Linked DNA regions of Ovis aries: region 1 is linked to region 2. A link is a contact called in public Hi-C data. All regions are on one chromosome and are shown on one strand. Each heading gives the region's core, a stretch centred on a gene start, on an enhancer-like site or on the middle of the called end of the contact. The rest is flanking DNA. Distances are from core to core; before and after follow the strand shown.

What was found. A called contact is a pair of places that touch in the nucleus more often than the background predicts.
Region 1: a Hi-C map of hypothalamus shows a contact between it and region 2, with 8 times the contacts expected there. The contact joins the promoter of EPHB3 here to the enhancer-like site in region 2. A contact is called at or near these places in 15 of 16 Hi-C or Micro-C datasets (blood, hypothalamus, liver and 7 more).

Annotation. Positions count from the first base shown.
Region 1 is chr1:203,419,334-203,423,842 of ARS-UI_Ramb_v3.0, forward strand. EPHB3 (EPH receptor B3) reads right to left here and starts at 1,428. Exons shown (of 16, transcript XM_004003826.5): 1 at 873-1,428. The coding sequence starts at 981.
Region 2 is chr1:203,228,471-203,233,517 of ARS-UI_Ramb_v3.0, forward strand. It overlaps LOC105602901 (a long non-coding RNA gene), which reads right to left. Exons shown (of 7, transcript XR_009601666.1): 6 at 1,988-2,050; 7 at 1,561-1,746. Among named protein-coding and RNA genes, the nearest start is that of VPS8, 33 kb to the left of the region's middle. Within about 2 kb of position 3,126, at least 4 of the 54 cell types and tissues checked have an H3K27ac peak or open chromatin away from gene starts, as enhancers often do.

The sequences.
Region 1 (4,509 bases), core at 178-2,677, 190 kb after region 2:
TCCCCACAGGCTTGTGTCAAGTGGATTATGTGAGCTCTCCCACGGGGGCCAAAACCACTTAGGCTGTTCATCCAGGCACAGTCCTGTGGAAGTTGGAGCAACCCCCCCCCTTCCCAGCAGCCCTCTCTGCAGGTTTCACACAACCCACGGAGAAGCCTGGCCTTTTCCACTGGATAATGGGTAAGGCATCAGCTCTAGCTCTACCTGAGACAAACCCCACAACCTCTGGAGTTCGGTGGAGACCCCAGCACTGGGGGTGGGGGTCCTGCAAGAAGGCAGAGGGGGAGCGCCGGAGCAGTATGCAACGGCGGTGCACACAGCACCTTGTGGGTAGTTGGCGCTCGGTAAACCGTCAACAATAACAGGCTCCCGCCTCACCATCCCAGCAGCCATCCCCTGACAAAGCGGCGTGCACGCACTCACTCTCCCGGTTAACTCCAAGAGGTTCCTCGCCGACTCGGCCCCTCAACCCGGGGAGCCCAGCAGCAGCCTCAGAGCCCCGGCCTTGCCTGGTGGGGGTCGCGCACACTTCCCTGCAACCAGGAGGTGCGGAGGACGCCGCTCCTCTATTCTGAGTGCCTGGCACTCCTACAGAAGCTCACCGCCGGGCCATGACTTTTCAGGGACGCTCACCCAGGTCGAGCTGCCTGCGATCCCACAACTGGCAGACAGCCGGCAGCTGGAACCTACGAGGCGGCGCCCAAGGCGTCCCCGCCACCCCAGCTCCAGCCTCTGGAGAGGGTGCGGGTGACCGAGCCTCCTCCGAAGTGCGCCTGGACCGCATCGGACCGACACCGCAGACTCACCCCCGGCTCCCGCTCGGGCGACCCGGACACCTTAACCCTTGGACGCACTCCCCCGACGCCGCTCACCTTCCAGCGCCCGGCAGCCGGCGGGCAGCAGCAGGGGCAGCAGCAGCAACGGAGAGAGCAGCGGCAGGAGCCCCGGCGGCAGCGGCGGCGGCGGGCGGGCTCGGGCCATGGCCGGGACTGGCTCCGGGAGCCGAGCCGGGCCGCGCCGGGCCGCGCCGGCGGGGCTGCGGGCACCCGCAGGAGGATCCGCTCGGCAGGCGCGAGAAGGCTCGCGCACGGTCCCAGGAGATCCAGGCAAGGAGGGTGCAATCCAGGCAGTCGGCTCCGGGACCCAGGCGGCGCCCTGAGCCGGGCGATCCTGGGGTAAGCGGGCAGGTTGGTCCTGGGGGAATCTGGACGGACAGGTCCAGGAGGATCCGGGGCGCTTGGAAAGCTCGGAGCCAGAGAACTCGGGGAGGCGGGCCGGGGCGGGAGGGAGCGAGTGGTGGTAGTTCGGTGTGCACAGTAATCCAGCGGTCTCCTGCGGGCCCGACTGGGATCTGAGACTCCGGGTGCGCGCGCCGTCCGGGGTCCGAGCTGGGTTCTTGCTGCGCCGCTCACGTACTCACTTCTGCTGTCCCCAGCGCTGGCGCGGCCGCTCTGGATGAGAGGGGCGGGGCTGTCCGCCTGCCTGTCATCGCGGAGTCCCCGCCCCTAGCCACCCGCCGCCCACTCACAGACCGCCAGGCGCGCTGGTTCGGCCTCAACAGCACTCCGCCGGAGTTCAGTTGGCAGCGGTTCCGTCACGCCCACCCTCAGGTTCTCTGATTCCTGGGGTGGGCGGGGCCAAAGAAAAGATGAATTAGATTGGGCGGAGCGATACTGTCCATCAGAAGGAGAAGCCCGCCTCCTGTCCCCAGTGGTGATTAGTAACCGAACCTGAGTCCGAGGTGCCATTCACGTAAAACGAGCCGGGGGCGCCCCCGTGTGGTCTGTGCGTGCCTGAGGCCGCCCCCATGTGGCTGTCTTTACAGGCACGTCCGGACCCAACCTAATCGCGGCTTACGCACTACCAGGTGGGCGTCCTCTGCGACACATCCTGTGACCAGGATCTTCTCACTTGTTTATTCATTCGTGTATTTCATCATTCTTTGAGCCAAAGACTGACTAGAGTTTTCTGGCGATACAGCAATGGATAAGACAGAGGTTTGTGTTCTCTTGGAGCTAACACAGCGGTGGAGGCAGGCATGAAGTCATCACCGCAGAGTGTAACAGTTATGGAGGAAGGACGGAGTTGCTGGAGCCCATGCGAGAGGCATGGCTATGTCTGGCCCTGAGGAAATGACATTCAAGTCGAAATATGAAAGATGAATAGTAGGCGAAGAATATGTGTTTGGGGACCGGGGAGGGCAGTCTCAAGCAAAGCAAACACGCTTTGTGTGAAGTCCCAGGGGCACGAGAAACTGATATTCATTGGAGGAAATGGAAAGAAGTTCAGAGTATCTTAAATATAGAGTTGGAGGCTGAGGGGAGCCAAAAGGAAGTTTGGGAGTAGCTGTGGGGAGCAGAGGATTTTTTTTTTTTTTTTTTTTGGACTCAGAAGGCCTTCCTAAGAGGTACGGTCTGAAGCAGGGGCATTACTTTATCAGGTTAACATGGCTTCTCTGGGAAGAAGAATGAGAAGAGGCAAGGGTGGAATCAGGGAGGTCAGTGAGGAAGCTGTGCAGTGGGCAGGCAGAGGAAGGTGGTGGCTTGGACCAGAGTAGTGGCTGTGGGGATGGAGAGAAGTGGGTAGGTCTAAGATATTTTAGGACACAGAGCTCAGGGGAATTGTGATTGGGTGGTTGAGAAGCATGGGGTAGATAGAGACATTAAGAAGAATCCCCAGGTTTCTGAACTGGGCAAATAGACTCCTACCCCATTTGCTCAACAAATGTTTGCAAAGTGCAAAAACACTCTGAAAAAAAATCAGTCTAGTTTACTAAGATGTAGATGTTATTATAGCCCCATTTTACAAACGAAACTGACATCTAGAAAGGCTTAGTGATTTGCCCCAAGTCACAATGCTCATAAGTAGCAGGATGGGATTTGAATCAGAGTCTATAGCTCTTTTTTTTTTTTTTTTTTAAGGATTATATAGCTTTCAGATTCACTCATTCTACTTCATCAGACACCTTAGGATCACTTAGGTGCCTGCTAAAAACTCAGAATTCTAAGCCACCCATCCACCTTGGATGTTGGGACTCAGAATTTCTGGGGATATGGAGCCCAACAGTCTGCATTTCAAATAAGCATTCCAGGTGATTCTGATGCGCTCTAAAGTCCGAGAGTCACTATCACCATGCAGCCTCTCACTGTCCTAACTGGAGAAACATCCATCCCTCTGAACCTCCTCCAGATACCATGAGATTTCTCAGGACAGAGAGTAAGAGATCAGATTCTGAGCTGCCTCAGAAGCAAAATGGTCACACTTAATCCTTTGACCATGAAGTATCCTAGATCCAGTCCTAAACGTTCCGTTAGTGTAAACTGATCCATGGATCCAGTGCTCAGGGACATTGCTCTAGAGAGGTTAGTCCTACTGGCCAGAGGCATGTGAGGGTACATGGGGCTGGAGTGTGGGTGAGGGTGGGGGAGGATGCCATGAGATTCCCAGATTTCACCGCTTCAATCTGTTCTCAAGCCCCAGAGACTCCCAGAAACACCGTTCAAGGTTCTAGGTCACAGAAAGGATCTTGGAGATCACCTTATGCAACTCTCCCATTGCAGAGCTGGAAGCCTGAGGCCCAGAGACAGGAGGGCTGGCCCTAGAGCCCCCTCTGCCCTGGGGTGCTGGTTGCAGTAGGACAGGGTAACATTTCGGCAGGTGGCCTGGCAGCAACACCTCCCAGCTGAAGTCCTGCTCGTAAGGCGGATCTGTGAGGCCGGCAGTCCTGTTTGCTCAACATCTGTGCCAGGGTAGGCCTCGCCCTGGACAAACACAGCCTGCCTAGCGGCAGGCACCAGGCTCCTTTGTTCTCGGGCCCGATAGCAGAGGCTGCAGGGCCAGCAGGTAACGGAGGGCCCGTCCTCACCGGATGTTGGCACTATGGTTCCCACGGGAATGGCTCCTGATCAAGAGGCCGACAGGCTGGAGGGCACCTGAGTACTGGCTACAGCAACCTTGGGCAGGAAGTGACCACCTGGCAACAGAACAGACGTGAGCAGAGGGCAGGTGGAGGGACAGGAATAGAGAGCCAGGCCAGATAAGGAGGGCTTTCATCTCTGCAGGGCTAAGTGAGCAGACAGTCTTCGCCCTCTTATCTTTTCAGGCTGATGAAGTACCAAAGAACCCAGGAGCAGGCTCCTCCAGCTTTTAATTTGGAGTGAAGGGAGAACGTCCAGACTGAGGTCAAGATGGGCCTCTCTCTGGGCCCATCATTCTTTGCCGGTTTGTTTCCAGGAGGGAGATTAATGTAGAAGCAAAACCCTGGAATTTGGCATCAGAGGGAGCTAAGTCTAAATCCTAGCTCAGTCATTTACCAGCTGGGGGACTTATGATAAGAAGCTGAACCTTTCTGAGTCCAAGTATCCATGGGAATGAAGGTGGGACAATGATCATACCGCCCTCACAGGGCTATGATGGTGCTCTGACCACAGGGCCGGGAGCACTGCAAATATCTAATAACTGCAGGTGCCATATAATAATTAACACTCATGCCCCAGAACCAATCTGGAC
Region 2 (5,047 bases), core at 1,876-4,375:
TAACTGAGTGCTTATGCATAGCCCAAGAAGCATGTCAGCCCATACCCCTTAAGGAGTCTTTCTTAGTCTCCTTGCCTAAACTTCCTTTGTGCCCTACCCTTTCCTCATAGCACCAATCAAGCGGTGTTATAATTCTCCCTTTGCATGTCAATCTCCTACAGTCTACTGACCACTGGGTTTCCTGGCCCACAGCAGGGGGGCTCAGTACTAATTTGCTGAATGAATAGACTGAGGGCCTGGGAAGCCAGGGGCTGAAGATGCCAAATATAGCCACCAGGGGGCAATCAAAGCCTTCCCAAGCAGGTCAGCTTGAGTCCTTGCTGAGGTTCTTCTCAGAGGAAGAGAGAGACCTCTGTTAAGAAAGGCTCTCTGATGGGTAAAGGCCAGGGCCTAGCGCCCGGGCTGCGAATTCTCTCTTTGTCTGACATCAGCTCTGTACAAAGACAGGTCCATATCTACCATGGTGTTCAGACACCCTGTGTCTGCCAGAGCCTGAGTAGCCCAGACAACCCTGGAGGAACCCAGCTGTGCTGGGGGTGCAGGTACTGCTGACAGGGTCCAAGGGCCAGTGTACGTGTTGTGAGCACGTCTACTTGCTAATCCCTGAATGGTGTGTTTATGAGGGCTCTTGGCCGCTCCATGGAGATCTGGCCACGCACCCACCCTCATAAGCAGCACTGCAGAAAAGTACCAGACAGCACCGAGACCCAGGATGTGGGTCTGGTCCACCAAGTGGCCCTCTGTGGCCTCAGCAAGTAGCTTCTCCCCACTGGGCCTTGGTTCCTCACCTGTGAAATGGCAAAGCTGGGCTAGGTGGCTGAGGGCCTCTCTAGCTCTGACCTTCATTTTCTGTGTCTCTGAGGTGAGGGTTGATTCAGGTTCAAGGGCTCCAGGTAACCTTGCAGATTCTCGGTCTGGGTCAGAACCTGAATCCTCAGGATGAGCCTCTGCTACATCTGACTTCCTACCAGGATGGAACCCAGACTCACCGCAGTGGTCACGTACTGAATGCTGCCCTGGGCTCACAGGGGAAGGCTTTCAAATGCCTGTGGGACTCTGTCACTTGTCTTTCTGCCTGTGGAGCTTTCCCAGGTGGGCAGCCTGAGCCAATCTCTGCTTGCCCTGTGCGTCCCTCAGTCCCCACCTCTCATTCTCAAACCATCCAGCTGGGAAGGTGAGCTGTGGTGACAGACCCGGTGGTCTGGGACACTGGCAGCTAGCAGAGCCTGGGGCTTCAGTCTCCTGGGCCTCTGCTCTCTGTGACCCCACCCTCACCCCCTCCCTTCACCTCCAGGCAGGACAGGCCAGACAGATGAAAATCTACCCAAGCACAAGCTGCTGTTGAAATAAAGGCAGAGATGTTTCTTTATAATTTTCCCCTTGAAATAAACCCAGACTTAAGAACAACAGAAACACGCAAAATGTGTTTTTAGTGGAACCCAGATGGAGGGCTGGAAGCCCAGCGGGCTGTCTCCATAGAGGGATCTTGTCTCAGGAATTCTATCCTTACCCCCCAACCCCCCTCAGGAGCACCCCCACCCCCCAGCCCTCAGCCTGGGGCTCTCTAGCCCAGGGCTGGCTCCCTCAGGCCAGCTCCTTGGGGCTGTTTCCAGGTGGGCAGAATGCTACACCCCCACATCACCCTTTGGACAAAAGGCTGAGTCTGGCATCTAGAAAAATCTGTGGTTTCAGAGATTTGGGGGAGGGGAGCAGGGACCAGGACCAACTCAATCCAAACACCTGGATCTGCCGAAATACAACAAAGAAAGTGAATTAAGACATCTGAAAAAAATACTCTGAGGAATTCCGCTCACCCACATGGCCCACTGCTTCTCATTAACCGGCTCCAGTGCTCCATATTAACATATGCAAATCCAGCCCTGGGCTGGAAGACTTAGGATACAAAGGAAAGTCCTGACAACCCCCTTCCAACCCCCCACCCCACCCCAACGGTCGAAGAGTTCCCTGTGGGACGAAGAAATCTCACCAGTTCCATTTGGGTTTTGCTAAAGCAACAGTCTTGAGAGTTGCAGCCACAGGATGGTCACTCCTTGAGGAGAAAGAGATGAGAAGAGTTACAAGGGAAAACTACGAAAATAGATCTTATGGAAGCTGACTTTTCGATGAAGTAGGACTGGTTGTTTTTCAACAAATATTCCTGGATGCCTACCATGTACCATGGGCTGAATGGGCTCTGGGGACACTGACATAAACCCACACAGGAGGACCAGCCTCAGACTGTTCAGCGGAGAAGGAGAAGGAGAAGGAAATCAGAGAGTATAATTATACAGCTGATGGGAGAGAGTGAGTTTGGTAATGGATGAGTTGCCTCTGCAACCTCTGGGTAAAGATAGTTGGATATGGGGGCGGGGGGCGGGCGTTGGTGTCTCTGATACTCAAAAGTGAAGTCTGGGCAAGAAATACAGACTTCGGAGCTATCAGCATAAATTTTGAAGATGAGTTTCCTTGCAGAGAGACGTGGAAGATTGAGCCATTTGTAGGAACGGGCCGATTTGGGCTTCCCAAACCATTCATGGTTTTCTTTTTTAAAAAATTTTTGACAGTCTGTCGGTTTTTTTTTTGTTTGTTTTTTTGGCTGTGCTGGGCCTTCACAGTGGTGTGCGGGGGCTTCTCTGGTTGTGGAGCACAGTCTGTAAAGCAGGCGGGATCAGTAGTTGCCAGCAGCGCATGGGCTTTGTTGATCCATGGCATGCGGGATCTTAGTTCCCCAACCAGGGATCAGACCCCCATAACCTGCGATTAGAAGGAGGATTCTTAACCACTGGACCACCAGGGAGGCCCCATAGTTTTCTATTTCACTCCTCTTTGGGTCATTCCTGACTACACTCATCCTCCAGCAACTTTCTCTCTTATTTCTCCCTTTTCTCCTGTTTCATCTTTCTGTAGGTGATTAGAATTGAATAGCAGCAGCGAGGGTCATGGGGATGGGGACTGTGAACCCTGACTGCTCCAGCTCCTAGCTCCCTGCCCAGTGCACAGTGGGCCCTCATGAGGGAGGCCCTCAGAGTTTGTTGCCTAAATAAAGGCAGAAGGAGGAGCCAGGCTACAGTTCCACTTCTGGCTGCTTCAGGCCTGTGCTGGGCCTCACTCTTGCACCGAGAAAGGGGAGGGAGTGGGGAGAATGAACGGCAGGGGGCCCTGCCAAGGCCTGAGGCTGCGGCAAGGCCCAAGTCCTGTCTGTGCTTCGCCTCCCATTTCCAGCCGTGACACTTGGATGGAGGGAAGCCCTGTACCCTCCCAGGGGACCCTCAGACCTGATCCCTGCTCCATATGCATCGAGGAGTGGGCCAAGAGTGGCAGGAAGTGCCCAGGCAGAGACAGAGCATTAAAATTCCATGGGCAATTCCTTGGGAGGGAGTTTACAGTTCCTAACTGACCGTAAAGCGTTTTTCCTGACAGGTCTTGGAATACATCACTCTGGGCTCTCCCGGAGCAGCTGACACATCGCAGGAACGCTTCTCCAAAAGTCAGGGTCTGCTGATTTCAGCGGGGACAGAAAGGCAAGCCGGGAGCAGCTGAAATGGCCCCTGTCTCCTCCAACTTCAGAGACTTGGGGCAGGCGGCCGGCTTAGCGGCAGAGGTCCATCCACTGGGCTGCCAAGTGCAGCGCCCACGATCCCTAGACCAGAAGGTGGTTTGTGAACTGCCTGCCTCTGGGTGAAATTTTATTCACCTGGTGGGGAAACTCGTTTTCTCTCCACGGAATGCTCTGAGTGGCACGTCGCATATGTGTTTTATTAATAAAAATGAGAAAATGGAATCATTATTACTGCATAATTGCAGTTCGTTTGCTAGGCCTAATCTTTCAAAAGCCCAGGTGCCGAGGGTGGGGCAGGGGGAGAAAATAAAAGGGGACCTTGATCTGAACCCCCCAGGGAACCACCTGTGTAGGAGGCTCTCCAGGAAAGACTGAACGGGTCTCTTAGAAGTCCCAGAGCAAGCGGGTGTGGGCAGCAAAACGCAACCCTCTCTGAGCTACCAGACTGCAACACAGCCCTGGCGCCAGCTCCAGGAGTCGGGTGACCTTAACCAAGCCCCTTCCCTCCTGGAGTTCCGTTGTTGTTGTTTTTTCCCAGGAAATTAGAGCTCATATTCCTGCCCTGCTTGGCTCACAGGTTGTCCTGAGAATTAAATGACAAATGACCTCCATCATGGATTCCTTCCCTCATTCATTCAGTGAACAATCATCTGCCCAGGTATGTTTTGGGCTAGACACAGTGCTGGGCTATGAGATGTAAAAGGGAATAAAATGAAACCCTGCCTTCAAGGAGTCCACAGCATAGTGGGGACCACACAGAAAAAAAGATGAGATGGAGGAACCCCAGATGCACACCCAGAGGAAGGGCGTGCCCCTCGCCTGGCATAGAGAGAGCTTCAGGATAGTGATGCTTACTTGTAAAAAGGTGAGTAGGAAAACTGGAAATGTATCACACCATTTTCAAAATGGACATGCTCACGGTGTGTGTGACCTTGAAGGCAGACCTTGATGCTTCAGTCTGAATATAATGATTGATGTGTATTTTATAGCCACAATTGCCCAATGGGGCTGTTAAAAAAAAAAAAAAGAGAGGATGGGGTCAAGGGGACTTTTTGCCAGGCTGCTTTGCCCCCATGTGGAGGACAGCACCCCAACTGTGTCCTTGAGTCATTTACACCACCCTCACACTGTGGCAGAGAACTCCTGCTCCTCAGACCAATCCTCCACATGCCTGGGAGGCCCCAGGTGGGCCATTAAAATATGATCTCTTAGGCTTGTCAGAAAGGAGATTAAGATGGCAGATTGACCAGTTTTAATATGGCGGCCCCCACATGGACACAGGCAGGGAGCTGGGCCTAGTGTATATAAATTGCTTTAGCCCTTAAGACAAGAACAGAGCTAAGAACAGCACTTTGATACAAGACACCCATACTTAAGGAGCATACCTATCTTTATGCTGTTGACATTTTCTGTAATTTTCTTTTTGGCCTCCTTGGGGGCTTCCCTGGTGGTAAAGACTCTGCCTGCAGTGTGGGAGACCTGGGTTTG